Regions from separate parts of the Zea mays genome. Here region 2 is linked to region 1. Evidence: chromatin contacts called from public Hi-C data. All regions are on one chromosome and are shown on one strand. Each heading gives the region's core, a stretch centred on a gene start, on an enhancer-like site or on the middle of the called end of the contact. The rest is flanking DNA. Distances are from core to core; before and after follow the strand shown.

The links. Hi-C and Micro-C count contacts between places; a contact is called where the count stands out from the background.
Region 2: a contact with region 1 is called in a Hi-C map of leaf, with 9 times the contacts expected there. The contact joins the promoter of LOC100193362 here to the promoter of LOC100193038 in region 1. A contact is called at or near these places in 10 of 25 Hi-C or Micro-C datasets (bundle sheath, ear, endosperm and 3 more) and 1 of 3 datasets of contacts at active chromatin or transcription factors (leaf).

Annotation. Positions count from the first base shown.
Region 1 is chr10:77,460,877-77,465,496 of Zm-B73-REFERENCE-NAM-5.0, forward strand. It overlaps LOC100193038, which reads right to left and starts at 2,539. Exons shown (of 2, transcript NM_001358595.1): 1 at 2,372-2,539; 2 at 1-863. The coding sequence starts at 2,374.
Region 2 is chr10:77,637,453-77,642,072 of Zm-B73-REFERENCE-NAM-5.0, forward strand. It overlaps LOC100193362 (acyl-CoA-binding protein), which reads left to right and starts at 2,019. Exons shown (of 4, transcript NM_001309876.1): 1 at 2,019-2,138; 2 at 2,727-2,844; 3 at 3,792-3,854; 4 at 3,999-4,397. The coding sequence starts at 2,127. The coding sequence ends at 4,075.

The sequences.
Region 1 (4,620 bases), core at 1,289-3,788:
TCTGACCAGTGCTCCCTAACGATTGGAACTGCTGCTGTGCAAGTGATTAATGGGTAGAGGTATCCTCCCACCACTAGAACTAGAGCATAAGAAAGCGCTCTTGGTAGGGTTCTCTTTGGATTCTCGACTTCACCAGCCAATGTGCTGATTGAATCCCAATAGTTGAGGTTCCAAAATAGTGTATTCAGATACAATCCCCAATCCACACTCCCCAAGTCCATTTCAAGCCACCTAGAAGGTTCAATCTGTGGAATAGCTATCAATCCCATCACAAAGAACGGGAGAAGAGAGAACACCCCAAGAAAGACTGCCACCCAGCCAACTATAGTCAGCCCTCTGTAGTTCATGTATGTAAGCGCAACTGTGAGGATAAGCACCGCTAAGGTCCTTGGGAGCCCACCTCCAAGAGCTGGAACACTGGACTTGACATAGTCCAGAAATAGGACTGGATAGAGGGCATTATCTATGACACCGCTGAGCCACTTTGCCCAACCTTGCTGAAAACCCCAGAACGGACCAAGAGCTGAAGAAACCCAGACAACATAACCACCATTCTCGGGGAACATAGTGCCCATCTCAGCAGTGATTAGAGCTTCTGGAACGCTCCATATGAGTGCAAACAGAAGAAAGCCCAAAATTGCCAGTAGTGGCCCAGCAGCCTTGACACTATCCTCAATCCCAAAGGGACCCCCTGAAACTTCATAAAATATGAGGAATATGAGGGGTATCATGGAAACCTTGGGGATGCCATGCCCTCCCTTATGCTCTTCAGCCTCATTGATGCTGTTGTACTTGACACCAACACGATCCCCCATTGGAAGACAAGCTGAATTTGCTCGTGTTATTGCCGTGTTCCTCAGTTTCTGCAGTTGGTAAGCCAAATAGTCAGACATAAGCAAGCATATGGTTGTTCATCAATGTCTTCAAATTCTCCATTGAGTATGCGAGTGGTTTATTGTGTACACATTATATGGTACTCTGAAATACTATGCTCTGAATGTATGGTCATGTAGAACATTGGGCACTAGTAATAGTCAGAACACAAATCCAGTGAAAATAAATATTATTTTGGACAATGTGGGGAAGTACGCTGGCTCAGTAGAACCAACCACTGATACTGTGTGTGTGTGGGGGGGGGGGGGGGGGGGGGGGGCATCAAATCGATACCATTCACTTTTGCATGGAACGTGCAGATGATCTCTTGCTTCTATATAACAATCTGAAAAATTGGATTCTGACTTATGAATGATACTATGTTCATTGGGATTTGGGAATAATGAGGCTCTAGTCATTTATATGTGTCTTGAAGGCTGAAGGGCGATTAAACAACTAGAGTGCAAAAAAAAATGAGGAACGGAGTTAAGTAAATTAGCACACGAACTCCAGTATGAAAAGGGGCATCGACAAAAAGGACAGGACAGCCAAGATGTTGGTACAATGCCACAAAATGAAGAATTGTATTTTTGCCACTGTAAAGATTGTCTCTTCATTTATAATTAGCTCAGAGTCTCTGACTTGTGGGTCCATCTGAGTCTATTAAATGTGTCCCCTATTTTACACTGTCTACCGGAGACAGTCTACTGTCTACCGGAGACAGTCTTAGGCACCTGGAATGAGACCGTACATTACATTAGGTTAGAATATCCTTAGCTACTTAAATTAAGGCACAAATGAAGCGTTAACAAAGAGAAAATAATGGGACCAAGAATTTATAAATCATGGATATACTAGCGATGAAATATAATCCGTGCATAGCACAGAGAATTTATTGCGCCTAGCGCAATGAACTGAGGTTGACCATACTTACTATACTACTCCACTGAGTAGAGTAGAGTAGAAGGATTGATCACTCCGGTTGGGTTGGAAACCGTTGGGCTTGCCGCTTGCGGGTGGCAATGATGGGGCGGCGAAGATGCGTGGAACTAGAGCAGCTTCTTGTCACTTTCAAACTGGACCTGACTTGAATCCAGAGTAGGATTCGCATCGAAGTAGGAAGATGTGCACCTATTGGCTGAGAAGTATGTTGACGACGAAGCAGCGGTGGGGAATCAGACGGAACGGGTCCAGGGAGGCGCAGGCGGTACTGGTAGGAGACGGCCGGTTGGAAGTGGAATTGGGTCCCAGCGAGGAGATCGATGAGGGGAAAACGGCGTGGGTTTTGACGAAGCGGGTCGATCGGGGTTTGGGCTTAGCGCCGTAGGTGGAGAGGGAGCAGTGATCTGTAGCCCTGAGCCGTCACGCCATCGAGGAAGGAAGGCAGTCCTCCAAGCGTGAGAAGTGGCATGACGGAGCGGGCCAGCGGGGAACCCCAATGAATGACCCCATATCTGCAGAGCAGAATCAGAAGGGGGGGAAAACCAAGAGCGCTCACCATCTACCGCGCGGCGGCCCGCATGCTCCGAGTGGATCTCCTTTCCTCCGATGGCGCGAGCGAGAGCGCGAGTCCGTGTTCGTCCTCACCGGCCGCCCAAGAACTAGGAAGGCGGAGTCGTGGGTGAAGAAGAAGGAATATCCTAGTCCCACTGGTCAGAGTCCTCAGTGGAGAGGAGAGGAGATCTGGCAGTGGCATGGTTGGTATTCCTACATCCGTAGGTGATGGAGCAAGAGTAGCCCACACAAGGCTCCAGGCCTGCGGAACCAAAGAATTCGTCGCACGCTGGCCGCGTGGGAGCGTGCATGCTCTGCAACTGCCGCGGGCATCTCTGTCATTTTCTACCTCTCGTCTCTCGATCGAGGTAGTAAAACGTAGATAGGGCAAGCAATGCTCGTGTTGACGCTGTCATCTGCGGATACGCGGACGCTACGTGGTTTTAGACTGAACGGTTTATGACCTAGACGTTGGAGCGGCTCCTCATCCACGTCTGAGACTCGAACCGTCTACAATAGCGCAGAGAGTCGTATTTTTCGTAGCAGATTTAGATCTCGTCTTCCAGGAAACAGTAGTGGACCTAGGATTTTTATATAGGATGTACCATAATAAAAATTTTATCCCAAATTCTATCTAATGTATATAATTTTAGAGTAAATTTGGTAAATAGTTTGATATATAGATATAAAATAGTATACCTATATTGCATACTTGCAGTATATATTAATAATTACGCATTTACATTAAAAACTAGCAACTAGTGTTTACAAATCCGTGACATTAAAAAACTGTAAATTAAGGATTAAACATAAAAACTAGCAACTAGTGTTTACAAATTCGTGACATTAAAAAACTGAAAATTAAGGATTAAACATAGGGTTCATATTTTTTATAGTGATAGTCGACACAAATGGAGAGCACTAATACAGTGACATGAACGAACCTTAGCCCTCAGGCCAGACCAACTTGCCAAGGCGGCGACGACTGGCGGCCTGGCGCTACATCCAAGGGGCAGGGGCGCGACAGTCTTGACTCTCGGCGTCGACTATCACAAAGAGCAGGGCGTGAGACACGAGATATGTTGTTGTCGCTCGAACTCACATCACAATCGACGGCTGGCGGACAGATAGTTGAAGAACGAAGACAAACCATCGTGCCCGGTGCCCCTGCTCGCCTGCTCACACCAGAAGACAAACAGACGTTTTGGCTGGGGTCTGGGTCGGCCTAGCTTAGGGTGTGCCATGGCCCACCTGGACCCCCTCGTGGGTTCGCCCCTGCCGGGAGGGACCCTATCGTGGAGAAAAGATCCTAGAGTGTGTCTTGGCGTCGACATACCACCTAAGATGCCTCTAGTCGACTTAGAGCTGAAGAGAGGTGAAAATTCGAGGTAGAGGAAGGCTAAACTAAGAACTACTCCTAATGCATAAGTTAAAACGATAAGTAGAGTTGATTGAATCGATTGTGGAGGCCTGAATCGGTCGTACCCCTTCATCTATGTAAAGGGTGGAGGTCTGAATCCGTTATAACTCGGTTCTCAGGTTAATCCCGCTAGTCCATGTCACTTTCTAGGCATCTCTGTCATTTTCTACCTCTCGTCTCTCAATCGGGGTAAAACGTAGATAGGCAAAGAAATGTTGGTGTTGGCGGTGTCCTCTTACAAAGACGGTATGTAGTTTTAGACCGGACCGTCTGTGACCTAGACATAGGAGCGGCTCCTCCTCTGCACACGTCCGAACGGTTAATGTCTGAGTCTCGGACCGTCCACGATAGTCAGCGCAAAGGGTCATCTTCTTCGCAGCAGATCTAGATCTCGTCTTCCGGAAGGCAGTGGCGGCCCTAGCTAGGATTTTTATATAGGGTGTGCCACAATAAAAAATTTATCCCAAATTCTATCTAATGTATATAATTTGGAATAAATTTGGTAAACAGTTCGATATATAGATATAAAATAGTATATCTACACTGCAGACTTGTAGTATATATTAATAATTACGTATTTACATTAAAACTAGCAACTAGTGTTTACAAATCCATGACAATAAAAAACTAAAAATTAAGGATTAAACATAGGGTTCATATTTTTTATAGTGATAGCCAACACAAATGGAGAGCAATGATACAGTGGCATGAACGAACCTTAGCCCTCAGGCTAGACCAACTTGCCAAGGCAGCGGCGACTGGCGGCCTGGCGCTACAGCCAAGGGGCAGGGGTGCGGTAGTCTCGACTCTCGGCGTCGGCGATCACAAGGAGC
Region 2 (4,620 bases), core at 769-3,268, 180 kb after region 1:
TCAGTTTGAACTCGTTCTAGAAAACCCCAACAAAACACCAATTTCTGCTGTATTTTTAAATCTACGGGTGATTCACAAGTCGGATTGAGCTCAAAATTTGGGGAGATCTTGGAAACGTATTTGCTCAGGTGTGTGTAAATTCCATTTCAATCAGAGTTCGTTTGGTTCAGTTTTGAACTCAAGAACAAAATTTCGTACTGCTGAAAACAACTCTTGTTGACGATACTGTATTGGTCCGTTTTGGACTTTTTGGTGTCTGATTTGCGATTTGTTTGTTTTGCTGGTCTCATGTGAGTATTAGGAACGTTTTGTAATCATAAGATCACTCGTTCGCTGATGTGTTTATGGTTTGAGCACTTGTTTCATCTCAATTGAAGTAAAGTGTTAATTTTCAGTGTTTAGAGACAAAAATCTGATTAACTCCCATTCACCCCCTCTGGTCGTCTTACCAGTCCTACACCTTCGAGTACCCATGACATATTCAAGACCTTCGATGATGACCCCATGCTTCATCCCTATTTGTGATGACATTTTGACGTCCTCTAGGATTTTGTTCTTAGTGAGATTGAGAATGGCAGGTTTCATAGACGAGAATGGGATGCGGAGAGGAAGCGCTGCAATGGAGAGGACAAGGTCACGAACAACCATTTCCATTTTGAAAAATGTTCTCTCTTAAATTCTAGATTTCTAGTGAAAATGGTATCTTAATAGGGATCGTGTGCTACCGTCAAAGATCTTGTTTTCATAATGGTACTCAGCCAAAAATTCAAGTTAGCGGTGTGTTGAAGCCAATTACATGTCCCACGCGGAAATTTCTGTGTTTGTATTCATGTTGTTTGATAATTGAGATTGTCATGTTTTATATTCTGATTTTGTTATAAAAAAACACCTGCCTTTTTTTTCCAGTAGATCGAATAACGCTTAATTTGGTCGCAACCGTAGAATGGGGGACGCTGGCATGGAACTGGCATCTAGTTTGGTCTTTTTAGAGCATCATATATTTCACAGCCATTTATTAATTTGCCCACTTGGGCGGTTCCATCCGAGCGAGCATATCCTACTGCCACCAGCTTCGAAGCATCCTACTCCCATGCTGGTCCGCCTGCTATGCTCACCAGCATCTCATTCTCATCTTTTTGGGACCGGATGGCCATGGCCCATGGACCATACATAGGTAAAAAAACACAGCTAACTGCTATTCGTGTTTGTCTTGAGTTGAAATGCTCGCCCAGATCCCTATTGAACTGATGAACTGTTGGGGTTTGGGTAGGAGTAGAAGCTTCTGGCTGCTCCTCTGTTCGTGATGAATGCTACGTTAGTTAAACAGTTTTCTCAGGTCCAGGATGGATCTTAGATCCATGGTAAAACTGCTCTGTGTTACTGTAAAAAAAAACTGCTCTATATTGAATTCCAGATCTATATTAATTTGTTTCCGGTAATAAATCTCTACCAAACATATACCTTCACTTTTCCAATTATGAGTATTGATTAGAGGTCAGGTCCTATCTTTCATTGCCTCCATGTACAAGCAGTTTACTGTGGAACTGATGCACACTACTGTCACAGTGTCACTGAATCAGCGATGCTTCCTCATTCTCTCATAGACCTTTTCTGGTGCATCCGTGAATGAAGCTAAGGACCCTCTAAAACGTATCCAGAATTTTTTTAAAATCAATTGATTTTCATAGTAGTAAACTCAAGAAATAGAGAAAACTTTCATATTCCAAAGGCACCTTAGGTCTACAACAGCTATCATATTTCACCACTTATCTCATTTCTTATTTCGAATTTTATTTTATAAACAGTGTAATCTACAATGCAAAATTTCTATTTTACACGATCTACTACGGTAACCTGTAACACTAATAATTTTGTCCTTTTCCTAACTTATCATTACTGACATTGTCTTTTTTTTAAAAAAAATCTACAATTATTCAAGGACCATCTTCAAAACTTTGCTCAACACAGGGGCTCCTGCATAATTAAATCTGGAAACAGGGGGTTTCTCACTGCATAATGACTCCAGTATCGCTCTATATAACAAGTGGATCCGATCTAGTCGCCAGTCGTCGTCGTTAAAACCGAGAAGAGACCAGGCCGAAGGAAAACAATCCTGAAACCAAGCCATGGGTCTGCAGGTACACGGCTCATCACTCTCTAAATCGCCATATTCTGCTACTCGCTTGTTGAAGATCGAACGTTTATTCATCTGATGGTCACCAAGACTGGTTCTTTGTTTCCATTTGGTTCTGAATCTCCAGTTCCGTTTCGATTCTTGCACTGTACCCCAACCCACAGTAGTGTCTATACGAGGTTCGTTTTTAGGTTCTCCAGAGAAACGATCTAGACTTCAAATCCGCTGCTGCGTGGTCTTATTTTCCATCTAGATTTGTATGCGTAGCCAAGATCTGGTGGATTCAGACTGTTGGCTCTTTGTACCCTTTATGTTCATGCTTAAGAGGGGATCCAATGCTTTTGCGCCGCCCTAACTCTCGAGCGGTTCATCATGCCTTTGGATGTAAGATGGAAAATTCCCCGTTTGTTTTAAGTATTTTGCGACTTATCGGTTTTCCATATAATTCTATAGAGAAATAGAGTGGCGAAGCGCGTGGGTCAAAGTCTGGATTGCTTAAAATGGTTTGCATGAAAGATTTACCTTGTGAAATAGTTTAGCATAGTATTGCAATCGTGGTCCCCTAGGAATATGAGCTGTATCTCTGTTGCAGGAGGAATTTGAGGAGCATGCTGAGAAGGCAAAGACCTTGCCTGAGAGCACGAGCAATGAGAACAAGCTGATCCTCTACGGGCTCTACAAGCAAGCCACGGTTGGAGATGTGAATACCGGTTAGTATGTAATCACGCAGCTAATTTTGTTCTCTTCTTTTCAGTTCCCTTTCTAAGTTTGGTGTGTGGATGAAGCTCTTGGTTTGCAGAAACCTAATTCAATTTAAGTGTCATGGCTCAAAACTATTCCTAGCATGGATAGTGTTTAATAACTTTATGTGTCATAATACGAATTCCCTGAAAGGTTGACGATTTGCTTCCTCTGTATAAATTAAACAGCAGGGCCTGCTAGTTTGCTTTTGAAGTTTAACGATTTAATTTAGAAATCTGAACAGTGGTGAATATGTATTGTGAATCCGTGATAAAATATAAAATAGGGGGAAATCCTAAGAATATAAAATGCGGGCAAAATCCTAGTAAGCAAACAAGACGGTATTATAAAGAATAAGATGAACATATTTACTGTAATATCTTTTTATTTCTTCCCAAGTTTGGACAACAAATTTTGACCATGATTCTAGGGCTTGTTTATGTAGTACATAGCAACAGAAGTTCAGCAGTAATGGAACAGGGATGTATTAGATGTTGACCAACCTCTTGGGGTTCAACTAATACTGAATTGTAGATTTCTATGCTCTGTCCTGCAACATCTATTTACTGATGAAATTTGCTGCACCGAGATGCAGTTGAATGGTAAATTCAGGTTCATAGGGTTTGGCTGAGTAACTTAACATAGAGTTAAAAAAATGTAATGTTCATATCATTATATAGTTCAAAACACTCAAATGTGTTTTTTCTTCCATATGTCAGTTGTAACCAAGTCATGATTATGCTCTGTTTGCGTTGTACTAAATGAACCTCTAGTCTGTTCGACCAGTTGCCATTAACTCATGGGACCATGATAGTGTCTGTTGAAAAACTTATCTGCGCATCTTTTCTGTTTACAATAGTATATATTTTTTAACACAGCTGTGCTTACATGTTTGTTCGTTAATAAACTTTTGAAGATCGTCCGGGCATATTCTACCAAAAGGACAGGGCCAAGTGGGATGCCTGGAAGGCTGTTGAAGGTTCATACACTCATCTGATCGTTGTATTTTGGGCTGTTTAAATTTTTTTTACCACAATACTAGTGTTCTACATGGATGTATCTATTCCAATAGCATCACAAGGTATTACAGTACTTCTTGCTCAGACTCTTGAGATCTTGGCAGGCAAATCGAAGGATGAGGCGATGAATGACTACATCACCAAGGTGAAGCAGCTCCAGGAGGAGGCTGCCGCCTCTTAAAAGTCTCTTAATAGTGTTGCCAAACAGCTATTTGTCAGATGAGCTTTGTGCCATTTCCTCATTAGAAGTATATCATTCGATCCATTGGGGATCTGTGAACCATGTACCTGTTTATGTAACTTTTTTTTTTTTCGAAAGAGCGCAGGAGGACTGCGCACCCATATATTAAAGTAGAGGGAAAATAAAGGGCCATAATGATGATATCCATCTATCTATCTATGTAACTGGTTTATGTACCATGTACCTGTTTATGTAACTGGTTACCAGTGTTATCCATCTATCTATCTATCTGTGAAGACTTGAGTCTTCTAAATTATGATATCTGTCTGTGTGATATCTGAGGCTGTGTTTCGTTTTACAGGCTAGTTTGGCTTCTACTGTTTTCACAATGTTTTTGTCTCTATAGCTTTTTGAAAGTGTTTCTACTGTTAAAACGTGGAAACTCAACCAAGCGGTTAGAATCCGAAGCTGGTTTTTCAAAAGCTGGCGCTTTCCCGTAGCCTGCTTTTGGCTTTCAGTTTTGTTTTTTTTTTTTCCAAATGGAT